Linked DNA regions of Mus musculus: regions 1, 3, 4, 5, 6 and 7 are each linked to region 2. Evidence: chromatin contacts called from public Hi-C, HiCAR-type and HiChIP or PLAC-seq data. All regions are on one chromosome and are shown on one strand. The core of a region is the stretch at or near the end of the contact, and the rest is flanking DNA. Distances in the headings are between cores, read along the strand shown.

Evidence for each region. Hi-C and Micro-C count contacts between places; a contact is called where the count stands out from the background. HiCAR-type assays count read pairs that join an accessible place to other places. HiChIP or PLAC-seq counts read pairs in DNA pulled down with a chosen protein or histone mark.
Region 1: an HNF4G HiChIP or PLAC-seq map of pancreatic cancer cells shows a contact between it and region 2. The contact joins the enhancer-like site here to the promoter of St3gal1 in region 2. A contact is called at or near these places in 2 of 39 promoter capture datasets (embryonic stem cells and hippocampal neurons), 3 of 484 Hi-C or Micro-C datasets (bone marrow-derived macrophages, cerebral cortex and neutrophils), 28 of 115 datasets of contacts at active chromatin or transcription factors (DN3 thymocytes, the NIH/3T3 cell line, the SCID.adh cell line and 22 more) and 1 of 9 other capture datasets (macrophages).
Region 3: an H3K27ac HiChIP or PLAC-seq map of the NIH/3T3 cell line shows a contact between it and region 2, with 12 times the contacts expected there. The contact joins the enhancer-like site here to the promoter of St3gal1 in region 2. A contact is called at or near these places in 1 of 39 promoter capture datasets (embryonic stem cells), 2 of 484 Hi-C or Micro-C datasets (bone marrow-derived macrophages and cerebral cortex) and 16 of 115 datasets of contacts at active chromatin or transcription factors (the NIH/3T3 cell line, the SCID.adh cell line, SST interneurons and 12 more).
Region 4: a Hi-C map of uterus shows a contact between it and region 2, with 4 times the contacts expected there. The contact joins the enhancer-like site here to the promoter of St3gal1 in region 2. A contact is called at or near these places in 1 of 15 datasets of contacts at CTCF or cohesin (the NIH/3T3 cell line), 13 of 484 Hi-C or Micro-C datasets (bone marrow-derived macrophages, cardiomyocytes, cerebral cortex and 5 more), 20 of 115 datasets of contacts at active chromatin or transcription factors (VIP interneurons, astrocytes, bone marrow-derived dendritic cells and 15 more) and 2 of 9 other capture datasets (embryonic stem cells and macrophages).
Region 5: a contact with region 2 is called in an H3K4me3 HiChIP or PLAC-seq map of stem cell-derived neural progenitor cells, with 7 times the contacts expected there. The contact joins the enhancer-like site here to the promoter of St3gal1 in region 2. A contact is called at or near these places in 1 of 39 promoter capture datasets (hippocampal neurons), 1 of 15 datasets of contacts at CTCF or cohesin (the NIH/3T3 cell line), 17 of 115 datasets of contacts at active chromatin or transcription factors (the SCID.adh cell line, VIP interneurons, acute myeloid leukemia and 14 more) and 1 of 9 other capture datasets (macrophages).
Region 6: a contact with region 2 is called in an H3K4me3 HiChIP or PLAC-seq map of neural tube, with 4 times the contacts expected there. The contact joins the enhancer-like site here to the promoter of St3gal1 in region 2. A contact is called at or near these places in 2 of 39 promoter capture datasets (embryonic stem cells and hippocampal neurons), 1 of 15 datasets of contacts at CTCF or cohesin (the NIH/3T3 cell line), 14 of 115 datasets of contacts at active chromatin or transcription factors (the NIH/3T3 cell line, SST interneurons, acute myeloid leukemia and 11 more) and 1 of 9 other capture datasets (macrophages).
Region 7: a contact with region 2 is called in a HiCAR-type map of PVALB interneurons, with 5 times the contacts expected there. The contact joins the enhancer-like site here to the promoter of St3gal1 in region 2. A contact is called at or near these places in 2 of 39 promoter capture datasets (embryonic stem cells and hippocampal neurons), 12 of 484 Hi-C or Micro-C datasets (the BV-2 cell line, the C2C12 cell line, bone marrow-derived macrophages and 6 more), 25 of 115 datasets of contacts at active chromatin or transcription factors (the NIH/3T3 cell line, PVALB interneurons, SST interneurons and 19 more) and 2 of 9 other capture datasets (embryonic stem cells and macrophages).

Annotation. Positions count from the first base shown.
Region 1 is chr15:68,164,816-68,167,964 of GRCm38.p6, forward strand. Zfat (zinc finger and AT hook domain containing) reads right to left here. Exons shown (of 16, transcript NM_001145888.1): 10 at 938-1,111. Among named protein-coding and RNA genes, the nearest start is that of Zfat, 92 kb to the right of the region's middle. Within about 2 kb of position 1,401, at least 79 of the 459 cell types and tissues checked have an H3K27ac peak or open chromatin away from gene starts, as enhancers often do. A contact at or near this core is called in the NIH/3T3 cell line, SST interneurons, acute myeloid leukemia and 2 more, where this site is marked.
Region 2 is chr15:67,175,145-67,178,500 of GRCm38.p6, forward strand. St3gal1 (ST3 beta-galactoside alpha-2,3-sialyltransferase 1) reads right to left here and starts at 1,738. Exons shown (of 9, transcript NM_009177.4): 1 at 1,488-1,738.
Region 3 is chr15:68,144,013-68,147,247 of GRCm38.p6, forward strand. Zfat (zinc finger and AT hook domain containing) reads right to left here. Exons shown (of 16, transcript NM_001145888.1): 11 at 2,491-2,579. Among named protein-coding and RNA genes, the nearest start is that of Zfat, 110 kb to the right of the region's middle. Within about 2 kb of position 1,544, at least 17 of the 459 cell types and tissues checked have an H3K27ac peak or open chromatin away from gene starts, as enhancers often do. A contact at or near this core is called in the NIH/3T3 cell line, where this site is marked.
Region 4 is chr15:67,899,306-67,902,762 of GRCm38.p6, forward strand. No RefSeq gene overlaps it. Among named protein-coding and RNA genes, the nearest start is that of Zfat, 360 kb to the right of the region's middle. Within about 2 kb of position 2,201, at least 32 of the 459 cell types and tissues checked have an H3K27ac peak or open chromatin away from gene starts, as enhancers often do. A contact at or near this core is called in VIP interneurons, cerebral cortex, cortical neurons and 3 more, where this site is marked.
Region 5 is chr15:67,941,450-67,944,666 of GRCm38.p6, forward strand. No RefSeq gene overlaps it. Among named protein-coding and RNA genes, the nearest start is that of Zfat, 320 kb to the right of the region's middle. Within about 2 kb of position 1,727, at least 9 of the 459 cell types and tissues checked have an H3K27ac peak or open chromatin away from gene starts, as enhancers often do. A contact at or near this core is called in astrocytes and stem cell-derived neural progenitor cells, where this site is marked.
Region 6 is chr15:68,013,597-68,016,784 of GRCm38.p6, forward strand. No RefSeq gene overlaps it. Among named protein-coding and RNA genes, the nearest start is that of Zfat, 240 kb to the right of the region's middle. Within about 2 kb of position 1,530, at least 6 of the 459 cell types and tissues checked have an H3K27ac peak or open chromatin away from gene starts, as enhancers often do. A contact at or near this core is called in neural tube, where this site is marked.
Region 7 is chr15:67,988,451-67,991,747 of GRCm38.p6, forward strand. No RefSeq gene overlaps it. Among named protein-coding and RNA genes, the nearest start is that of Zfat, 270 kb to the right of the region's middle. Within about 2 kb of position 1,356, at least 8 of the 459 cell types and tissues checked have an H3K27ac peak or open chromatin away from gene starts, as enhancers often do. A contact at or near this core is called in the BV-2 cell line, PVALB interneurons, bone marrow-derived macrophages and 1 more, where this site is marked.

The DNA.
Region 1 (3,149 bases), core at 151-2,650, 990 kb after region 2:
GACTCTTGCCAAGGAAGCAGCTAGCACACACCCAGCAGGGCTGACTCCCAGGACAGATACCCAACAGAGGCCAGATATGATAGACACATCATCTCCTAAGCTCCAGAATTGGAATCAGCATGGAACTTACATTAATCTGTTCACTAAGCCCTAATTCTTATGTCTAATTACGCTGCAAGAACCATATATTAAGAAATTTTATTAACCTTGTAACATGGAGCAGTCACAAGTACCTCCCACCAACTGAGGTTTCTAATTAAATCAAAACTTTTTCTAGTATGGTTTGGCTACCTGTGTTTCTCAATGTCTTTCCTCTGTGAAGCCCATATCAGAAAGTGTTATGAACGCTCTGTGCCTGAGCCTTGACCCTTAGGCTTCTGAGCTCTCCATAATCAGACACTTACCTTCAAATACATACCTGCTCTTTGTTATCCCACCTAGAAACAGGAACTGATCCTTATGGCCTTGTTGCGCCCAGAACCCACCTTCACAGCTCACAACCACAGGAATTCATACTGATTACATTTCAGGCTAAGCCCTATCAGTAAAAACCCTGAGGTAGCTTTGATGTTAAAAACATCAGGCCAGGTGCCAGCACAGCTATCCTTACAATCAGGCTCAAGGTGAGATGGAAGGCTAAAGAGGACAGAAACTTCCAGAACCAAACATTAACATCTTACTTCCTCCAGCAGTCTACCTCTCCCTGCTTATGACACATGCTCACGTATCCCACAGGGGTTTATGCAGAGCATGTTGAAGGGAGACAGTGCTTAGCCCTGGTGAGAAGAAAGACAGGCTAGGACCACGTGCACTTTCAGATTGTACATCCTGTGAAGTCTAGTGTTTTCCTGTTACCCGGGATCGGACAGTCTCTGCTGGCCTTGGCATGCCAGCTTCCAGCCTTGCACTTACAGGCCACTGGAGCTTGGGAACTCACCATCAGACGTGTGAAGGAGCTTATGACTTTTCAGTGTCCCTTTGGATTTGAATTTCTTGCCACACATGTCACAGAGGTGGGTCTTCTCAGTGCTGTGACGATTCATATGAGCTTTGAGGTTGCTCTTGCTACGAGTTGCATATTCACACAGAGAACACTTGAAGGGCTTCACACCTACCAACGAGAAATGGATAGCTGTACATTTACACGTGTCTGTGCAAACATGGGTGGGGATCCCAAAGAACAGTTCACACCATATAAAACATCCAACTGAACAGAGCAGTATACTTGCTTACTCCCAACGTGTCCGCACACCTCATGTCTGGCCGACCTCATCTTGTTCCGCCTTACAGAAATACCGCAGAAGTCAGGGTTCCCAAGCCTCGGCTTCAGGACAGTTCTAGCTGCCTATCAGCATTCTGTAATCCTACAGCTCCCTCCTGCCAAAATGCTCTTGCATACCACAGTGATTTGATCACCTCTGCTCTCCCTACAGTCTGGTAACTCCCTGAAGACAGACACCCTGCCCAACTTACAAAGCAGTCATTAAATCCAACTCAACTGAGTTAAACTAAATAAAATTATAGGCCACGTCATTCTTTGCAAAAATCAATAGGATCAGGCACTCAGGTCAAGTCTGGAAGAATATTCCCATTCATAACATAAACAGAAGCACAAAACACTGGACATTCTGCATGACTCACATGTAACTATTCCCAAGCTATTGTGCCTACTCCACTTGTATTGCTTTCCCCCACCCAGCCAGTGTGAGAACTGCTGTCGTGGTTCATCTCAAATGCATTTCTTGACCTCTTTGAACTGTTAGACTCTCTGAGCACCTGCCCACCGTGTGAATGAAGTTCCTCACGTGTGATCAACACCTATGACTATGGAGAGTCCCCAGACTTATCTTATGTTGCCCCTTCTTGTTAGTCTTCATGCTTATCTTTTGCATTTGCCTACTGCTGCTCTTTTTCCATGTTTTATTTTGGGAGTGAGCTGGGAGAAAGAATACTTACAGTGCAATTGCAGTGATTAGCTCCAAAGACTCGCGAATAATGTAATGTGGGTAAGTAGGCTTTTCTTTATCCTTTACAGTTCCATCATTATAAAGAAATTCATAGACAAGTGAAAAAGAGCAGGCCATGAACACTCCATCCTAAAACTGCAGCCTTTCGTTTCCTAAACCTTTCTCAGAATTCAGAAGGTTTTCAAATTGAGAGATTTCTTCCAGAAGTTCAATGTGGAATACTGACACCCGTGTCCTGTGAATGCATAGTGTTGGCTATACATTAAGCCTGGTATGGAATACTGACACCCCGTGTCCTTGAATGCATAGTGTTGGCTATACATTAAGCCTGGACATACACAGGGTCTTCTTCTGAGGAATGTAGGAGACCATCTCACTGATGCCTGCAGCAAATCTCAAGGCAGTTTATAATTGTGTTTCATGGAAAAGTGACCAGAAGATGGAATATTTGTCCCATCCTGCGTCACATACAAAGAAAGGAAAGACTGAACCACGCTCTCCCACTCCAGACCTCTGTCTGCCATGCAAGCATTATCCCCCAGGGGAACAGATTTATAATCCTCAGGCTGCCATCTCCCTGGATTTGCATCAGCGTCAGGTTCGTGGTCTGTCTCTGACCACTCCCAGACGACTCCCCTGAGCACCATCCTAAACCAATCTCCACACAAAGGCTTCTGCCTCCTTCTCTACTGAGAAAACTCCTAGCAATGACTTCCTTCAGTGCCCTCAGAAAATGACATATAGGTATTCATCTCGTCACCACTGTCAACTCCTCCTTTCTTGCCTCCACATGGGAGGTATCGCTTTCTCTTAGTGCGAGTCAGTAAAGATGTAAAGAACAGGGCTTTAGAATCATGTAGCATGGGTCCAAATCCCAGTTCCCACTACTTTTTGGCTGTACAACACGAGCATTTCATAGCGTTCTGTGCCTCGTGTTCCTCACTGGTAAAACTAACCTGGCTTGCTAGTCCCTGAATGCACTAACTAGCGTACCATGAGCAAGCCGAAAGTACACACTGGGCCCACAGTGCTTACTAAGTGCTGGCACACAAGAAAGCACCTTTCAGTTCCAGCACTGCACCTCAGGTCCACTGCCTCCTCTCTTCACTGACTCTCTGCCCATCAGCTCCTCCCCTGAGCCCTGCCACTGATAGTATGTTATGCAAAATACTTGGCCATCCA
Region 2 (3,356 bases), core at 488-2,987:
TGGGAGAGGACAGGCTTTACCCATTAAACACAGAGAAAGTCTGGCAAATGCCTGATGTAGCAACTGTGCGAGCTTGTTCCTGTCCTGGGGGGTGGGGGGTGGGGGAGGGTCACTAGTGTCTCCGGGAGTCAATCAGCTTCCGAGATGGCTTGACCATCCCAACTCCCACCCACTCGCACGCTTTTGGGCGCGCACATGTCTCTCATGGAGCGCGCCACCAATTCCTGCTGGAGGAAGAAGCTGGCTAGGACCCTTGTGCAAAAGGCTGGAGAAACTCCAGGTTCCAGCAGATGGATGGAGGTTCGGGCACCTTTTCTGAGACTCCACGGTGAAGCAAGGCGAAGGGCCCCACGCTTTACCTGTACTACGAGGCAGGCACCGGGAGACTTAATCCCCTTCTCGAGTTCAGCCGCGCTGCCTCCCGCAAGGTCACACTCAAACACCCACGCGTAGAAAAACGAGGGCTGAAAGTTGCTTGCGCAAAGGTCCGAATCCCGAGCTAATAGTACTCCAACCAAGTCGCTTTGTCCGGTGTCACCATTGCCCACCCCGTGCACATATCAAAGCAGCAGACCATGCCCTGCGCAGGTCACACTACAGAGATGCAGACTTTGCTAACTTTTGTCCCATTATTTCTTGGCAGCTGCGGCGCCTAACGGGTTTGGAGCAGATTCCAAGTTTAGACTTTCCACCGCCACGCTCACTTTGACCACCCTCATCTACCCACTTTCTGACACACCGCTTTTTGCTGTGCTGTCCTAAGCTCCAACTTCTCCCCGAGATCCGAAACGGGGCGGTATTAGAGGTGTCCCGGGGACCAACAGCCTCCTCCCGGGTCCGCGCCTGCCCACAGCTGATCGGGAGACTCCATCCGGACACTGTCCAGACCTCTGGTCTGGAAAACCAACGCTTTCCAAGCGTCCCCAGTGTCCCAGCCCGAGACCTCCGCTTCTCTAGAGAGTGGGGACAATCTGCGCCTGATGGAGTCTCCTACCCGCGGCCCGGGCGGGGATCCACTGCGGTGCTGGGCGCAATGTCACCACGGCCGCTCCGGGAGCCACTGCTACAACTGCCATAGGCTCTTCACTGAGCTCCGGCAGGCTCCTCCAGTAAGTGCCAAAGAGCCTGGAGCCCCAGAGCTGGAGTCTCCTCCCTGACCCGCAGGTAGAAGACCACCGTGGCGGAGACAGAGATCTCTCTCCTTGTGTCTCCCTCTTGGCGCCTAGGGTCTTTGGTCCCATTTCTACTGTTACACCTTTCTAGTCCCTTTCCCACCCCTTCTGTGCCCGGGTCGGGACGATCACCTCAGTACTCAGAGAACACAAGCAACATTTCTCCAGCCCCAACTCGCGAGGGGGCGCCGTCCCTGGGGCACCGGGACAGGGACCAGCTGGGTGCGTACTTACCAAAGCCAGAGACACTCCGGACTTTGGGGGCACTGAAGAGGTTCAGAGAGGTATCTAAGGAGATGTGTTCAGGATACTTACCCAGCCAGCTCAAACCTCACGCTCCTTCTCTGCCTCCTCCTCTCTCCTCCCTCCGGTTTAGGGCTCTTTGTCTTTGCAAAGTGTCGAAAGTGTCTGGCATAGTGGGCTCCGCCGGCAGAGGTTAGCGCCGGAGAAAAGGGAGGCGGGGTGAGGATGGGAGCCGCCTCTGGAACACCTTCCCCCGGGTGTAACGGGAGTGAGAGGCGGGGCGTCCGGGGAGGAGTCGCTTTCGCCCGCCCGGTCCCAGCCGTGACTCCGGCGCGCCCAGCACGGCTCTTCGGCTCTAGGTTCCTCCCCTTCCTCCGCCCAGCGCCCGCCCCTTGGCGCTCGGGCGCCCCCCTCCGCCCCTCCTGCCGGCCTCAGCTCGGCTTTCCTCTAGCTTGGGGCTTCCTGCAAGCTCAATATAGCTCAGCCAAGCCACGTGGACAGCAGCGGGCTGGGTGGAGGCCGGACCCGTCTGAGAGACGCCGGAGGAGGCAGCGCGGGAACAATATCACTGCCTCAAGAGAGGGATCTGCGGGAACAGCTGGCGAGGCTAGGGAAGAACTCCCGAGAGGCTCGAAGCCCGTGGGGTCAACCCGAGGGACGAGGCGTTGGGCGTGCACCGAGAGGATGTGGCTGGCGGTGCCCAGAAGAGCCCCATTCAGGGTCGCAGTGGAGAGAGAGGGCGATCAGGCAAAGCCACCGCTTTTTCTGAGGGCGTGGGACTCGAGGTGGGATTTAGGTAGGCTTGGGGAGGGGCACCGCGGGGTTAGGGATTGCGGTGTCTGTGCAGCCAGGACTGGGAGCCGCAGAGCAGGTCACTATAAGCATCCACATCCCCGCCCTTCCCGTCTACTCCGCCGAGGGCCTTTCCTTTGCGGATGGATAGACAGCTTCGCAGACCAGCGCTAAGCAAAGGCTGATAGTGGGAATCAGAGTTAGAAAGGTCCCCAAGGCAGCCTGGGGATGGGGATTTGGTTTAGGTTAGGGTAGAAGTTTTTCTGTTTTAATAGGGAAGTGAGGGTACGGAATTTAACGTGTGTGGGTCGTAGATCATAAATGGTGGATTTAAAAGGCATTTCTAAGATCTGGTTTGTCAGTGGGTATCCTCTCACTGGAACTATCTCATCTACAACTTTTCCGTGGAATGTTAAGAGGAAAGACGGTGTGCGCAGGAGTCTCTCCGTTTTCAGTTCTGGAGACTTCTGGGGACAAGCCTTTGCAGTGGGGGAGGCCAGAGCTGCCTGGCTGTTTACTCACTAGAATGAGGCTGTAATGTTGGGGCGAATTTGCGGCACTTCTCCATTACGGTGTGATCTTGGGCTCTTTGGGCCATATCCACTGTTTCCTAGGTTTGTGTTTCCACGTACTCCCTTGCAAAGGGCCCTGGTCCCAGCGTTCGTTTGCTTGGGTTGTTGTACTGAGCAAGTGGATACAGGGCTCTTGAAACTGCCCTTGGCATCTAAGAGCTCACTCAATCCAAGCCAGCTTGTGGAAGGAGGAAGGAGTGGGTTTCAACTCTGCTTCTGGACTGCCTAGATAGGGTTGGTACACTGTGTAAGTTCCGAGGAAGTAGAAGAGAAATTGTTAAAAGGGAAGAAGTGGAGGACAAAGAAACAACAAACTACCAGAAAAGGAAGGAAAAGAACAGAAACCTCTAAGTTATAATTTGTGTGTGCGGGGTAAGGGAGAAGTATTGCCAAGACTCTTCCAGTTAAACCTCACTGGGGTCTGATCTGCCACTGGGCTGTCCCTCACCAGGATATGAGAGGAGGGGGTCTCCAAGGTGTTCTATGACCTGTGCTGAGTAGTTTTCTCTGCTGTTCTAGGTTGGTTTGGGTTTCCATGCTAGAAACGAGGTGAGGTCCTTGTCACTGGGCGCATCTC
Region 3 (3,235 bases), core at 294-2,793, 970 kb after region 2:
CCAACATCACCCACCAGCAGCCCAAAATGGATCTTTAAAAGTCAGAGAGGAAATTTAGAGCAGAAGACGTGAGGGGACATGCCATGTTACTGGCTTTGAAATAGAGAAAGTGGCTATAAGCCACTTGCAGGTGACTCTAGCAGTGAGGAAAGACAAGGGTATGGGTCTGAGAGCTGGCCCTGCCAACATTGACAGTTGATCTTGGGGGCAGAGGGAGCAGCATGCTAGACTTTTGAGTTACAGAATCATAAAATGTGTATGTTCTTTCAACACAATGTGGTGATAATCCATTTTAGCAAGAGGAAATGAACCTGAGATGAGAGGGGAGAATACAGAAGAGTGATTACTACTGTCTGGATGATAGAGGATGGTGTGGAACAACTTCATGCTGTTCTGTGAACTGAGAAATTCCACTTAGACAAACTGACACAGAAGAGCTACAGAACGAGAGACCAAGGCTGCCTGTGGTGTTGCACAACATGTGTGAGTTTCATTCTAAGCTATGGATACTTGATAAAGAGGATCCTGAATACACTGGGAGTCTGGGGGAGACCAGCCATGGCCCAGGACCCAGCTAAATGCAGCAACAACAGGTTCTGCACTGGATGCCAAAGATACAGTGGAGGAAATATATGGTAACTGTTTGTGTAGATGCTTAACAGAATAAATCCCACACTCCTCTCACGAGCACATAAGCCACAGGCAAAAACCTTAGAAAATGAGAATTTTGCTCAGGGCTAAAGACTGTTTCATCTATTCTCATCAGGACCAGTGTAAACCAAGAATGACTGCAAAGGCCACTGAGACAGAAACAGATAGAAGAATTACCTGCAGCTGACCTAATTCCTCATTTACAAAGACAGAAGGCTGCTTTGGTCCTCTGCTCTCTAGCATGGTAAATACACTACTCTTGGAGTATCATCTCCCGGCGAAACACGTTTGTGTCCCGTAAGACATGAAATTAAGCCCTTTGCTTTAATTACATAGAAAAATGGGGATAAAAACTGAAGACTTAACAGATTCAGTCATATGGTACTACTCCTGGTGATATGTGGGTTCCACCGTAGCAAGTCATGTTCACCTGAAAACTGTCTTCATGATTATAGCCTTTCCAGTTCTCCCCTCCTGCCCAAATTCACTGAGAAGATACAGCAGGAAGAACACTGAACAGTGGGAGGATGTAGTTTAAGTTCTGCCTCCTTTGTTTTCTGGATGCTAAAAGCGTATGCCTGCACACTCAGAGTGCTTTAAGTCCTTCAATTGTATGAGGAGACGTCCTAAGAGGCCGCACAAGCTGTTCTGAACACAGGATGAGCTTGCTGCTGCAGAAGGTCCTTCTCACCTCACAAATGACAGACAAGGTCAACATGACAACACCAGCTGAAATCAGAGTCTGTGGCAGAAAAGACTACAGCTGGTCAGCTCAATTCTGAGGCTCGGGTTTCTCATCTGATAAGCAAGGGCAGCAGTTTGTACCATTGGGAGCCCTAAGGTGACAGTTAGGAATCTCCTTACACAAAGCCAGAGCTTGAGAAGTTCAATGAGAGAAAGCCCGAAATGTGGCGACCAACATTCCTTCCAGATTAGACAATTCTATGAGATTCTATAAAAGGCATTTCAAAAAGCATTTTAAAGCATAATGGTCACAAACCTTAAAAATTCAATTTCTCTGAGCACATATCAGCAGATGTAACAATGTCAAGGGTCAAGATGACTTAAGTGATATGCAGAGTTTTTATTGAGAAACACAGTGGGTCATCTTTCTTCCTCTGCAAAATTCCACGAGAGACTGGCTAAGTAGATGCTACCAAACCTGCTGAAAAAACATTACTTACAAGCATTAGGAAAACTAGAAGGACTCCATCCTCCAACCCCTGCACATGATAGGCTAGTGGTTCTCAACTTGTAGGTTATGAACCCTTGGGGGAGCGGTGTCAAACAACCCTTTCACAGGAATCGCAAATCAGATTTTTACATTACAATTCAGAACAGTAACAAAATCACCATTATGAAGTAGCAGTAAAATAAGTTTGTGGTTGGTAATCACAATAGCATGAGGAACTATATTTAAGGATGGCAGCATTAGGAAGGCTGAGAAGCACTGTGCTAGGGCCTACAGTGGGTATACCAGAATGCTCTCCACTCATATAGAAGCCTGCCAGGTGGGCTTTAACTGTTTACCAGGCAATTTACCTGCAGGAATCTAAGACCTGAAGGCACAGATCCGCCTCCCAATGTCTATACTTCACACTCCTCAAAACTGACTCCAGTTTCAAGCGGGAAGGACATGCCTTGTCTTCTGTCTGTACCCTCTTGAACACTGTTTCTTGTCTTGGTTTCCAAAACACAGAGAAACTCTATGCTTATGGAACGAGGGAGCACAGAGTAAACTCCGCATATGACAATTAAAGGGCTGGAAAGCAAAGTCAATGCCACAAGTGCTGTGTGTCCACTTGCGTCCTTCCCACTTCCGCCTCGCATACCTCTTACCTTGAAGGAGGCATGCTGCTCCATGTGTCGCAGCAGCTGGGGTTTCTGGGCTGCTGTGTAGTCACACACCGTGCACTTGAATTGCTTCCCTGGAATGAAGCGGAGGACAAAGTGATCATTGCCAGGCTGGTAGCTCCTGCATGTAAAGGGACTGTGTACACACAGGTGTCCCTTGCCAGGTAGGAAAGCAGATTCTCAGAGGGGATCAAGAAGGCAGTGTACAGACACAAGGCAGCATGGTCAGTTGTTAGCAAGGAGGAGCAAGAAGGAGCTCACCCACTGAAGGAAGACAGTGGCCAGCTTTGTCTAGGAAGATTCTGAACAGTAACGTTACAGCAGACTCCTAAAGGGAGAAAAATGAATGCCCAGCCACCTCCAGAGGACACTGAAAAAAGAGAAGTGTTCATGAGAGATAGAGAGAAAGAGGAAGAAAAGGGGGAGATTGAAGAAAGGAAAAGAGAGAAGGAGGGACAGAAGAGATGAGAGGAAGACAGAGAGAGAGGGAGGGAGGGACAGATGAAGAGAGGGAGGGAGGGAGGGAGGGAGGGAGGGAGGGAGGGAGGGAGGGAGGGAGGAAGGAAAAGAGAGGGGGCAGGGAGGGAGGGAGGAAGGAAAAGAGAGGGGGCAGGGAGGGAGGGAGGGAGAGGGAGGAAGGGAGAAGGAGGAAGGGAGGGAGAAGAAGGGAGGGAGGGAGGGAGGGAGGGAGGGAGGGAGGGAGAGGGGTGGGGAGAGAGGGGGAGGGAGG
Region 4 (3,457 bases), core at 951-3,450, 720 kb after region 2:
TTGAGATGCCAGCTGAAAATAGTATGCCTCTCAACTTAGAGGAGCTAGCAGAGAGAGTGAGGCCTGGGCTCAGTCTTCCAGAAGCTCCCAGACTGATAAATGAAAGGAGCCAGAGCTTTGTGTCCTATAAAGGCTGGGAAAGGGAAGGAACATAACAGGAGTGGGAGCCTGGAGCTTAAAGATTAAGAAAAGCCCATGGAGGTACAAGGACCGCAACATCTTAACAGAGCTTTGGGGAATAATTATTATTACTTCATCAAAAATAAACAGGAAGTATGTGAGGCAGTGAGTATACTCTTAGGATCCTCCTTCAGCAATGACTAGAGGTTTCAGCTCTCCCTCCAAAGTCAGTTTCCTTTATACAAATTCTCTCTTCTCAAGGCTTTTTAACCATTCATCATCATTGTAAACTAGTGATTGTAGTGATTTCATCAGTATCCCCTCCATGCATGGCCATGGTCACCATATGACATCATCCCTGCTTGCAGGCTCCCGTGTTTAGACATCTGGTCCTGTTTCCAGCTGGTGCTGCTCCTTTTTGAGTGTGGGGTCTGGCCAGCAGAAACGGAACCCCAGGGGTTAGCCTTAAAGGGTTATGGCCAGGCCCTGCTTTAGATCCAGATCCCATGCTTTCTGCTTCCCAATCAGCCAAGATGTGAAAGAGGTGCTTTCTCACTTTGCAGCTGCTGCAGATGACGCATGGTCGTCCCTCGGTTACACCATGCCCTCTCTGGTGTGCTGTGGGATCTGAACATGAGATCAAAATCCTTTCTTTCTTAAGTTGCTTCTTTCTAGCCACTAGAAAAGTAACTGAAGCAACCACACCTTATTTATTTAAATCAAGCAGCAGACTGGATCCGTTCCATGCATGACAGTTTGGTGAGTGTTGCTTTACATAATGAATTGAAGAACAAACTGCCTATTGTCAATACAAGGTACATTGATAGGGAATAAGGACCATGATCCAGGACGGGATCAGGGACCAGAAAGAGTTGTTTTTAAGACAGTTGCTAAAGTGAGCCACTAGAGCTTAGTCCCAAGAATAAACTGAGGAGTACAGTTAAAATCCAACCTCAGAATCATCCCAACCCTAGGCAGAAGAGGGCTGAGGTCTTAATATGTCCTCTCATATTCCCCACAGCTTTAGAGCTGCTCCTAGGAAGAAATAGTGTTTCCTGGAAATTCCAGCCCATGCAAATCTTAGGAAGATTGAGTGTTTCGTTTTCTTTGAGCATGGCAGCACTGGCCCCAGGGGTCAGGAGAGCGATTCAGAAGCAGCAGGAAGATCTTTGGTGCTGGAGAAAGTATACTGTCTGAAGTTGGCTCTGTCCTTTGCATCAAGCCTGCTTTCAGCTCACTCACCCTTCATACTGATTGAATAAAGACATTGAAATATCTTAAGAAAGAGTCTGACTATGGAGAGAGCTGAATCCAAGGCCACATCATCAGAACTCTGCCTCTGATTCTTTAAACCCCAGCCAAGGATTGGCTGTTTTAGGTCAGGGTAACCTAACATCGATGTTTCTGTAACTGAGTGTGTATTCACTTGATGACAACATCTTTTCTAAAAGAATGAAGAGATCCTGAATAGGCCTGTGTAAGCACACAGTAGGTCCTCAGTATGGCTAACCTTCAAACCATTCTCACCTGTGATATAAGTAGAATATACTCACTTTGTAGAAAAGAACAAAACAAAATTCTTGCCTTTTATTATTTTGAGGCTCTTCTTCGGCCCGATTCCACAAGCTAATGTGCTCTTGCCAAATGCAGCTGTGGACTCATCAGGAAGACTTTGCCTCTGCCGACTCTTCTTGCACTCGCTTAGTGGATGGCACAGTGTGCTGCTTGAGTAAAGCCGCAGTGCTGCTGGCTGATGGGAGTTGAAACCACAGAGCTGAAGCCCTGCGTCCAGAAGCAATTTCATTCTCATTGCATGATCTATTCTTCTCACTGGCTGTCCCACCGAGCCTGACTCCGTGGGAGAGAACCGTTCTTGCCCAGCCATCATGATGTTCCAGAACCCTGGGGCTCTTCCAAGCAGCATATTTTCAGGCTCATTTCATTTTCTGTCTTGGATTCAACCATCTGGAAAAGAAGTTGGGAGAATGACGCCCCATCTCTTGTCCCACCGGACTTGGAGAGGACATGCCAGCCAAGTTCATGTCAATCTGTTTGTAGATTGGCAAAGGAAAGAAGACCCCCCAGGGCCCCCTGGTGCTGATTGGGACCATGTGCAGCTGCTGGTGGAGTCAGCTCTTTCTGGTTCCCCACCCTGTATGAATATCACGAGTCAGCTTGGCCAAAGTGAACATACAGAGAGAGGAGAAAACTCCTGTCTGTCACTCTTCTTCCCAACCTCAAAGGCTAGCTGTGGAAGAAATTCACTGTCAGGGAATCAACAAGCAGATCTGGGCCTAGGTCAGGAGAGAGTAGTGACATTGCAGAAGTGACCATTGGATAAGATATTCAGCATAGAGGCAGCCCCATGGAGCACAGGACAGATTCCTGCATTGTCTCCTGGCTCTGCCTCTTTCTAGGTCTGTAAACTATGGTGCTTATAACATCCTGTGTCCTCAGCATCCTCATGTGTGTGAAGAAGAACATGCTCTTACTGTTACAGCAAGAATCTCAGCAAAAATTCAAAACAAGGATGACAGACACTAGCCAGCTTTGTAACTGTCATTCACACTGATGGGTTTAGACAAGCTGACTTCAATCAAAAAAGGCACACTCGGAAGTCTTTGGTTGAAATCCTGGCTCTATTTCCAGTTTTCCAAAGTTTGACCCTGACTACTATAATTAAAAGACTTCACCATTCTTAGCCTTAGATTTCCATATTGAAAAACTAAGAAATAAATCCCTCTTGTAGAGGGCTGTGGTGGAATTTAAGTGGTCATGATTAGAATTACTTGAGAAAATAAATTTTTATTTATCCCTGACTCAAAAGTCAATGGATAAAACAAAATATAAAACAAATGATCAAAAGATGTTTCTTGAGTGCGTGAATGAATGAATAAGCCATTTAAAGCATGCATTACCAGACATAATCACACACACACACACACACACACACACATAATCACATTAAGCTAGGCTGCATTCTGAGCACGTCTCTGGTACTGTCACAATCAATCCTTTCAACTGAGAGATAGTTCTAGTGTGTGTGGCTATGATCTTTTAAGGACACTGCAAGTCTTAAAGAGATTAAGTAATACATCCCAAGTCACAAAGGTCACCCACAGAAAAGGTGATTCTAAACCACATCTCTGGACTTTAAGGACAATGGGCTCTTAGACTGACAAATCCAAACACAGGTCTCTGCACTTTTGCAGGTAGAGAGCAAAGCTTGGCTCTCATACCTGGTAACTGGCTGATGCCTACAAAGCATTTGCAAGCATTTCATATTCACCGACCCTGTGTCATCCCGATTTTACCAATGAGAAAATTGAGGGTTGAT
Region 5 (3,217 bases), core at 477-2,976, 770 kb after region 2:
CCAGGGACATGTCTTTTCCATCATTATACCCTGTACAGATTATAGCACCATGCTCAGAAAGATCAACAAGGGTGGGAATTTCTCGTCCATAGAGGGCTTTCCCCTGCCATCAAGTGACCTTAGCCACTTGAAAAAAATGATTTAAATCAAGATATACACTGGGTAGGGTACTCCAAGTGAAACAGAAATATTTGAGGATCCATAAATAACAATTACAGATGAATGAAAGCATTTGCCTTTTGGGGCCTGGGTTACCTCACCCAGAATAATTGTTTCTAGTTACATCCATTTACCAATGAATTTCAAAGCATTCTTTGAAAAATTTAAATAATAATATTTTGTTAGGTATATATGCTACATCTTCATTATCCAGTCACCATGTGATGGACATCTAGGTTATTTCCATTTCTTAGGTTTTGTGATGGAGCAGCAATGAACATGGATGAGCAGGTAACACAACAGTAGGATACAGAATCCTTTAGGTATAACCCAAAACAGTGATAGCTGGATCATGTGGTAGATCTATTTCTAGATTTTTAAGAAATTTCCACACTGATTTCAATAATGGCCATACCAGTTCACACTCCCACCAACAAGGAATAAGTGCTTCCCTGTCCCACATCCACTGTGGCAGAAACCTACTTATCTAGTTAACACTGTGGGCTATGAATAATCATTGGGCTAGGGAGGCATGCCCATTGGTACAATAATGGGATAAATATTATGGGAGTGACAACTCACTTTCAGATTGAAAATAAGAGCCACTCCACATGACAAAACACATAACTGGCACCATTATGGGGGACAAAAAACTATACAGACAGGTAATAGGTTCTAGGAGAGAATGCACCAGTAGTATTCTGTTAAACTGACAAGCTATTAAACCAATTCCTAATAAATTGACATTAAATTCATAGATTAGCACATCTCTCAACCCTCACCATAGAATCTTAATTCTTTAGTAGATAGTGATTAACAGAGGCCTATAACTAGTCAAGGTATAGAGAATAAGAGACTAGAAGATCCTTTCCTAAAAGAAATGTCTATATCATATCCCCCACCCCCACCCATGGCTCAGGGAATATGGAGGAAGTAGAGACAGAAAGGTCTACCTGAATGGTCATGTGTCTGTCTCTGCTATTGAAAGTCTCAGACATGATCTGTGTCATCTTCTTAATGTTATTCTTGAGGTTCAAGGGAGCCTGGGACAGCAGTGCTGAGTGCTTCTTGGGGTGGGGGGACATGCACAGTTTATGGTACCAGATCTTCTCCATGCAACTCCATTTGATGACAAAACTGGGTCCAGTGGGGTTACTTCAGAGTCAGGATATTTTGCTTGTTCTGTGCCTCCTTGCCCATGGAAAAGTTCTCATGCCCATCATGATGTCCTGGCATTGAGGGCTCCCAAATATGGCAAGGGATATGGATCTGGGAGCATAGAAAAGCAACCTTTGTAAATGCTAGAGCACGCTTAGTGAGAAGCATGCTGATTTCTCCTATTGCAGTCCAGGATGACGGACCTCAAAATAGCAGAGTGCAGGCCCACAAGAAAAGATTATTTGGTGTTTTGACAGGAATCAAGAGTGGATGAACTGGGAGTTAGATTAAGGTCAGGTTTTGCTTCACACATAAACTCTATTTCTTTGGAGTATGCATTGCTATGGAGAGCCTTTCTGCTTTTGCTGGTAAAGCTATTTGGGAGCTAACTAAAATGCAAATTTATGCATACCTCTCATGACAGAGCTGAAAAAGAACTGAAATCCTATGCAAACTTGGGTCTTCTGGGGGCTGGGGATAAAGCATGACTCCCTGAATTCTGGATGGCAACCACACCACCTCCTCCTCAGAGGCAAACACTCCCTTCCTATAAGTGAATATTCTTTCTTTTGGTACCCATTACTCCCCAAATGCAGTCTGGCATGCCTGGTTCTCCATTTGGGCTTCTGATTTAGTTCCTACTCTATCCCCAGGTCTCCAGCTGAGATGATAACAAAACTGCATTGGCTCCTGCTGTTTGTTTTCCTTCTTGGTGTCAAATACATGTAATTTTTCAACATTAAAAACTGATTGTCTGATTCTCCTGTATAAACTGGCTGTCTATCAGTTCAGTTCAATTTAAGTCAACAATTCCAAACTATGCACTCAGAGTTAAGGAACCCCTCAGGTCTAGGACTTATTCCAATAAAGCCATCCTACAGCCACAAGTGGTCTTTCTCCAACTACCTACACATCTCTCTGCCTGGTGTTTCCCACAGCACTGCCTTGATGTTTGAGAATTCACTAAAACATGCAAGATTCAGGAAAGAGAGGTGCCGTGGACCTCTGTATCTTACTTACAGATTCTCACTACTCTGAACTTGTTATGGCCCCTCTTCCAGCTGGCCTTCAGTATTGCTCATTAGCCTTGAGCCTCTCTTGCTGGTTCATTTTTCACATTAGTCCCAGCGCTCTTCAACTGTGATGAACTCCAGGGTGAAGCCTGAGGCCACCACATGTCATTGGATTGGAGTTCTGGGGTGGAGGGAATTATCAAGTCCAGGAGATTACCCCATAGGAAGGTTTCCATCCCTTTACAGTGGACAGGGATAGGACAGTATGAGAAGGGCTTATAAGGGAAGCCACCTAGGATAACAGGGGGAGAGTCTTGATACTGGACACCCAAGATTTGCCAGGCATCAAGTAGGTTCAACAAGGGCCCATCAGTGTGCAGTTTTTCTGTGTTAAACAATATTTTCCAAGGCTGCCCCAATTCTTTTTTTACTTGCATTTTAAGATGTTTTTCTCCTATGAAGAAAGAAAAGCACTTATAACAGTATTTTTAAAAGAGATTAAGATAAATATCATCTGCTGTAATCGTGCTGGGAGGGAAGAGTGGGGAGAGCACACTCCTTTCCGATGCAGGAATATCCTTCCATCCACTTCCTCGTCCCTCCTTTAGACTACTTTTGTGTAGCTCTCCATGATTAGAGTCCTCTCCATAATCATCAAAGAAGCTTTCAGTTCCTGTCATTTATGTATAGTCATTGCTATGAGGAAATATCATTTCATGGACCATTAATGGGCTTAACAGTCCTTCTTTTCAAAGGAAAACTTCTCACAGTTCATATTTCTCAAAGCAGAGTCAAAGGAAAAGCAATATGCTATGACCTCTCATTTCTCTCCAGCTGATGTTTATTTAACACCTTCCAAGGCCTGGTGCCCTAAGTATACTGTCCAA
Region 6 (3,188 bases), core at 280-2,779, 840 kb after region 2:
TAGCCATGCCATTATTGGTTCAATTGACTCCCTGATGATGGACAATTTAGTCTTTTCAAATGTTTCAGAAAACCATGCAAATCATAGATGTATAAACATTTCTTTATATATATGTAGTACCATAACTTAAATGTCAAGAATTGAGGGTATATATACTTAAGACAGTTTTTTTTGGTTGGTTTTGTTTGCTCTTAGTTTTGGGTTTTGTTATTTTATTTTTGTTTGGGAGGATTATTTTGGTTTGGTCTTGGTTTTGGGGGTTGTTTTGTTTTGTTTTGTTTGTCTTTTTGGTGCATAGTAAAGCACTTCCTTTCCCACCCAACCATATTTCATAAAAATCAGTTGATCATCAGTATTGTCTCCTATTTTAACATGACAAAGATAAAGAGAGCACCTGTCCACTCATATCCAACCACCCTTACTGGTGAGACACTAAGAGTGTTTTCCCATTCTTGACTTCCCATCCTCTGTCTTAAAAATCAGTTTGACAAAGTAGTTTATAGCTGAGTATACATAGTCTCTGATTATTGTTTAAGGCAAGAGGGACAGCAGGTAGGAAAGCAGGTTACATGGCCTGAACCTACTGAAATGATGAAGAAGCAAACAGTCCTACAAATCTCACAAAGCTCCCTGTTATAGCCTGGATCTTGTATGTATGTATGTATGTATGTATGTATGTATGTATGTATGTATGTATTGTTTATGAGTGTTCCATCTATATGTAAGCATGGGTATCACATGTGTGCCTTTTGCCCTCAGAAGACAGAAAAGGGAGTCATATTTTCTTGGGACTGGAATTACAGACAGTTCTGAGCTTTAATGTTGGAAATCAAACTCTAGTGCTATGGAATAGAAGCCACTGCTCTTAACCTCTGAGCTTTTGTTAACATGTTAAAAACTATCACCAATAAGACAGTCCTAAGTGGTAGAGTTCATAGGAGATGATAAGAGCCAATCACTTATTAAATGAGACTAGTGCTTTTATAAAAGACAGCTGCCTCCCCAACCCCTATCCAGCAAGTGAGGGCATGAGATGAAAAGGCCATCTATCAGCCAGGAAGAGGACACTAACCAGACACAAGGCTTGCCCTGCATAATGAACTTCCAACCATCAGAACTGTGAGGGAAAACATGTTATATACAAGTCCTCTGTCTGTGGTATCCTTTTATAGCTTGCCAACCAGGGTAAGACACCCCTCACAAGATAGCTCATCTCCATCTCTTACTGTAAACAGAACCATCGCAGTCATAGAAACATATACCAGCAAATGGTCCCAGCAGAGGTTCACACATGTTGTTCTGCCCTATGGCCATGCTCTTAAGCACAGGTTGTCTCTGCATGTTAGCTGCAAGATTGAGTCTTCAGGAAATCAGGAAGGTTTTGTAGAAGAGCCAGGACTTGGTTCCCCCTGCAAGCTTCTCTGACTGCTTATGAAAGGAAATGGATGGCTCTCTTCACAGTGGGACTGCCAGCTCTCTCCTTCCAATCCATTAGGCATGGCATGGAGTCTTGTAGCTTTGCACAAGCCATGCTGTTCTGTATAAATAGGGGCCATCCATCAGAAATGCCACAGGCAGGAAGCCAGTGACGTCTCTACAACCAATTTACAATTGGAATCTGATGCAAAATAAATGCAGAGAATGCCTTTACAGACATAGAGCATACAAACACACACTGTACATAACCAGGAAGTCCTGTTAAATCTCTGTGTTGGGGCATGGAGGAGCAGGAATCACACAAAAGTGGAGGAAGAAATGTCAGGATGTAGGTGGGGCCCTCTATTCACATTTTAAAATGAAAAAGATGTGACAGATAAGAGTGGCAACAGTCTTTTTCTTGCCATTCTACAAAGATGTCAGGCCAGAAGTGCACTTAAAATAAATATCCAGATGCTGAATTTATTACTTCTAGGCTTTAAAGCATTAAAAAATTTGAAGATTACTGTTGACACACAAAAAAGTAAACGTACTGAAGAGGAAAGCAAAGCAGGTTTTCTGAGGCTGCTCACTCGCTTCAATGTTGTCTCTAAAGAATCACCTACAAGCATACAAGTGTTTACTTTTGAAGCTTCAAAGCTACCCTTAGAAGCTGTGGTAGTTTGGATATGCTTGGCCTAAGGAGTGGCACTGTTTTGGAGTAGGTATGGCCTTGTTGGAGTAGGTGTGTCACTGTGGGTGTGGGCTTTAAAAACCTTGTCCTAGCTGACTGGAAACCAGTTTTCTCCTAGCAGGCTTCAGATGAAGATTTGGAACTCTCAGCTCCTCCTGCACCAGGCCTACGTGGATGCTGCCATGCTCTCATCTTGATAATAATAGACTGAACCTATGAGCCTGTAAGCCAGCCCCAATTAAATGTTGTCCATATAAGAGTTGCTGTGGACACGGTGTCTGGTCACAGCAGTAAAACCCTAACTAAGACAGAGATGTGCTTGTCTTCGTCAGAGGCAGCCTGAGAAGCAGACAAAGAACTGGTCTTGCATAGAGTAGAGGTACCAGGCACTTCAGTATCATGGAAGAAAATCTAGCAGTGTCTTCCTCTCCAAATAGATGGATAGAAAGGAAAGAGGACAAAATGTTACCCGCATCTTCAATGTCCTCATCGTTATCATTGACGCCATCACCATCCCATTAATGGCACTTAATGAATGCTGGTTTCATAGAGGTGTGAACTGGGGTGTGCTCACTCTAAAACTGGCAGAACATGGGTTTTAAGGCCCCCAATGGAGGAGCTAGAGAAAGTACCCAAGGAGCTAAAGGGGTCTGCAACCCTATAGGTGGAACAACAATATGAACTAACCAGTACCCCCCGGAGCTCATATCTCTAGCTGCATATGTATCAGAAGATGACCTAGTCGGCCATCAGTGGAAAGAGAAGCCCATTGGTCTTGCAAACTTTATATGCCTCAGTACAGGGGAATGCCAGGGCCAAGAAGTGGGAGGGGGGAGGGCTTGATGGACTTTTGGGGTAGCATTGGAAATGTAAATGAAAAAAAATATCTAATTTAAAAATTAAAAAAAAAAGAGTGCTAATGAGCTGGGCGTGGTGGCGCAGGCCTTTAATCCCAGCACTAGGGAGGTAGAGGCAGGCAGATTTCTGGATTTCTGAGTTCAAGACGAGCCTGGTCTACAAAGTAAGTTCCAGGACAGTCAGGGCTATACAGAGAAACCTTGTCTCTAAACCAAAAAAA
Region 7 (3,297 bases), core at 106-2,605, 810 kb after region 2:
CACCCAGGTAAAAACCCAGGTGTGACAGTGCATGCCCATTATCCCTAAACTGTGAGGTATAGACACACGTGTGTGTGTGTGTGTGTGTGTGTGTGTGTATGTATGTATGTGTGTGTGTGTGTGTATACATATACATATACATATACATATACATATACGCATACGCATACGCATACGCATACGCATACGCATACGCATACGCATACGCATACGCATACGCATACGCATACGCATATATACATATATACATATACATATACATATACATATATATATATATATATATATATATATATATATATATAGCTTTGAGACAAGTTCTCACTATGTCGCCTTGGCTATCCTGAAACTCACTATACAGACAAGACTGGTCTAGGACTCAAAGAGATCTCCCTGCATCTGTCTCCCAAGTGCTGGGACTAAAAATAAATATGCCTACCTGACAAATATTTTAATTTCAAATGACTGTTGTAAGTAAATAAGCATATAAAACAATTGACTGGTAGAAAATATTTGCAAAATTCATACTCAAGAAAGGACTCATACCCATAATTTTCAAAAACGACATATATCCTATAACACAAAACAATCAAAGGATGGGAAAATTATGCATAGAAGTGTCATCAGTTATGAAATGGCTAATTTATACATTGCAGGTGCTAATATAGGGATATGAACAAAACCACAGCAAAATACATTCCCACAGAGAGTAAGTATAATACAGGAAAAGGATTAAAGCTGAATTCTGAAGACGTAGAAACATGGGTAATAGCACATCACCAGTGATAAGGACGTTGTGCAAACACTTTGGAAAACATTCCAGCAGTTTCTAGAATGTTAGACACGGACCTGAGAGGAGCCACTGATCTACTCTTAGTTCTCTATTCAAGGGCAAGGAAAATGTTGAATAGCATGTGAATATTCACTGCAGTCTTGTTCAAATAGAAAAAGTTTCAAGTAAGCTATGTGTCTATTAATTGTGGGATAGATCACTGAAGTGTAATGTATTCACTAAAGTGAATAGGATTTAGCAATAAGGAATTGAGATGGCTCATTGAGTAAAAACAGATGACACCAGACCTGACAAGTCCCCAGAACCCGCATGATGGAAGAACAAAAGCTGTCTCCTTCCTGCAACCAGTCTTCCAAACTCCACATCCATACACATCGAGACATGCATGTGTATACACACATAAGAAATAAATTAATAAGAAAACAACTTTAAAATGCAATAATGATGCATGCCACAGCACCAGATGAGGTTCATTTTCATGACATTAAGTGAAATAAGCCAGATACAAAAAGCCTCATATTACGTAATTCTGTAAAAGAAACTCAAGAATAAGCAAAATACAGAACCAAAAATAAAGTGCTGGTTGCTTGGAGCTGTGGTTGGAAACATGGATTAATATAGACACATGTGATCTTGTCGTACGGATAAAAAAAATGTCTTGAAATTGATTTACAGTGATGGCTGCATTTGGCAAGGTTACTAAATATAATTGAATTGTATATTCAAGCTGAGTGAATTTAATGTTATATAAATAAAATTCAATAAGCCTATTAAGAAACAATAAGCCAAAACAGCAGTGTTATGGACTGAATGTTCACATATCCCAACATGGCTGCAATTGTATCTGACCCCTGGGAGGTAATTAGATAATGAGTGTGGAATGTTGGTGAATGAGAGCTTCCCTGCCTCCCCCTCCATACTTTCTTCCATGTAATGATAGCTGTCTGCCATGCAGAAGAAACCCTTCCCACAAGCCCCACACCACCAGCATTTGCCATGTCAAATTTGTGACCAATGACTTTGGTCTCCAGGACAGTGAAAAATTAAACCTGAACAAACCAGCCTCTTGCCATTCTTTAAAACAGCTGAGCTGACTAAAAGATAAAATGTGGATGGAAGGGAGACTGGGTCAGAGTGTTTGCTGTGCAAGCTTGGGAACCTGAGTTCAAATCCCCACCACCCATTTAACAGGTCAATGTAGCTGTACCCATATCCCCAGTATTGAGGGGTATGGGAAGCAGAGACAGGAGGATTGTTCAGCTTGCTGGCCACCAGCCTTGTTCCAGATTCATCAAGAGACCCTACCTTCAAGGAGTGATAGAGGGGTAGATCTGGACACTCAACACACCCTCTCCTGGCCTCCATATGTCCAGAGGCTATGCACACACATGGGTATACATCATATATATATCTCACACAAGTAAAATGAAATATCAAATATCAACACATGTTTAAAACAGAGAACAGTCTGGAATGCAAACTTTTGCTTTCTTTAAGTTTGAAATATCTCACATTTTCCAATTTTAACAATAAATCGGTAAAGATGTTTACTACTTGAGACACAAGGTTGTCCATGGGGCTGTATCTTGCCATGACTGGAAAGTACTTCTGAGGTAGCTATATCATTGTTATTGTTGCTTTATGAGTTATCGAAAATCTATGCTTGGTAATTGCTTTAGTGGTTTTTACTCATCTTCAGCAATACTTGACTTATAACTGGGCTCAGAGGAGATCACTGTCAGCTTAAATCAGTGCCTTCTCTTCTCCCAGATCCAATGAGAGAATTTCCACAGATACCTTAGCCACTCAAGAGTTTCTTCCTGAGAATGCTGAATCTTCTAATTAGAAAATATTGCTGTCATAGTGAATAGATACGGTGATGTGAGATGAACAAGAGGAACCAGGAGATAAGCAGACTCATTTGCTCAGTGATTCTCTTATCCACGCAGTCCCCTCTCAGCCACTGATAACCAAAGCTTACTCCCACAAGTGCAAATTATTCTTTCTACAAACCTTGGGTCAAATTCAACATTTTCATGAATTAGTAATAATATCCTTTTACACGCATTGATTCCCTAGAAGTGTAATGGGATAGCAGAAAATGTGATTATCATGGTATTGCAATTTTGTTTTCTGATGAAGAAATGTAGACACAGGATACAAGCTAGGCTAAGGCTCATCAATATTCCCAGTATGCATGTAGCAGAACCAGAAAAAAAAATCTGCTCTGTTGTGTGTTAAGATCAGGCTACAGAAGAATGTGTAGACCAGGATATTATTCATTTTGACATTAGACATGTACAGATAACACAGAAATACATATTCAAAACTACTTTCCAGATCTTCACCACCAAGGCCTGGCCTTCTCCGTAGTCTTCATTGTTTCTGTAAATGGAAACTGTCCCTCTAGCCATTCAAGACAGAGTTTCAACCCTCCCTGGGCTTCCTGTTTTCCCTCCCATCCCCACTACATCAGCATACATGACTGTCTATCTTTTGACATC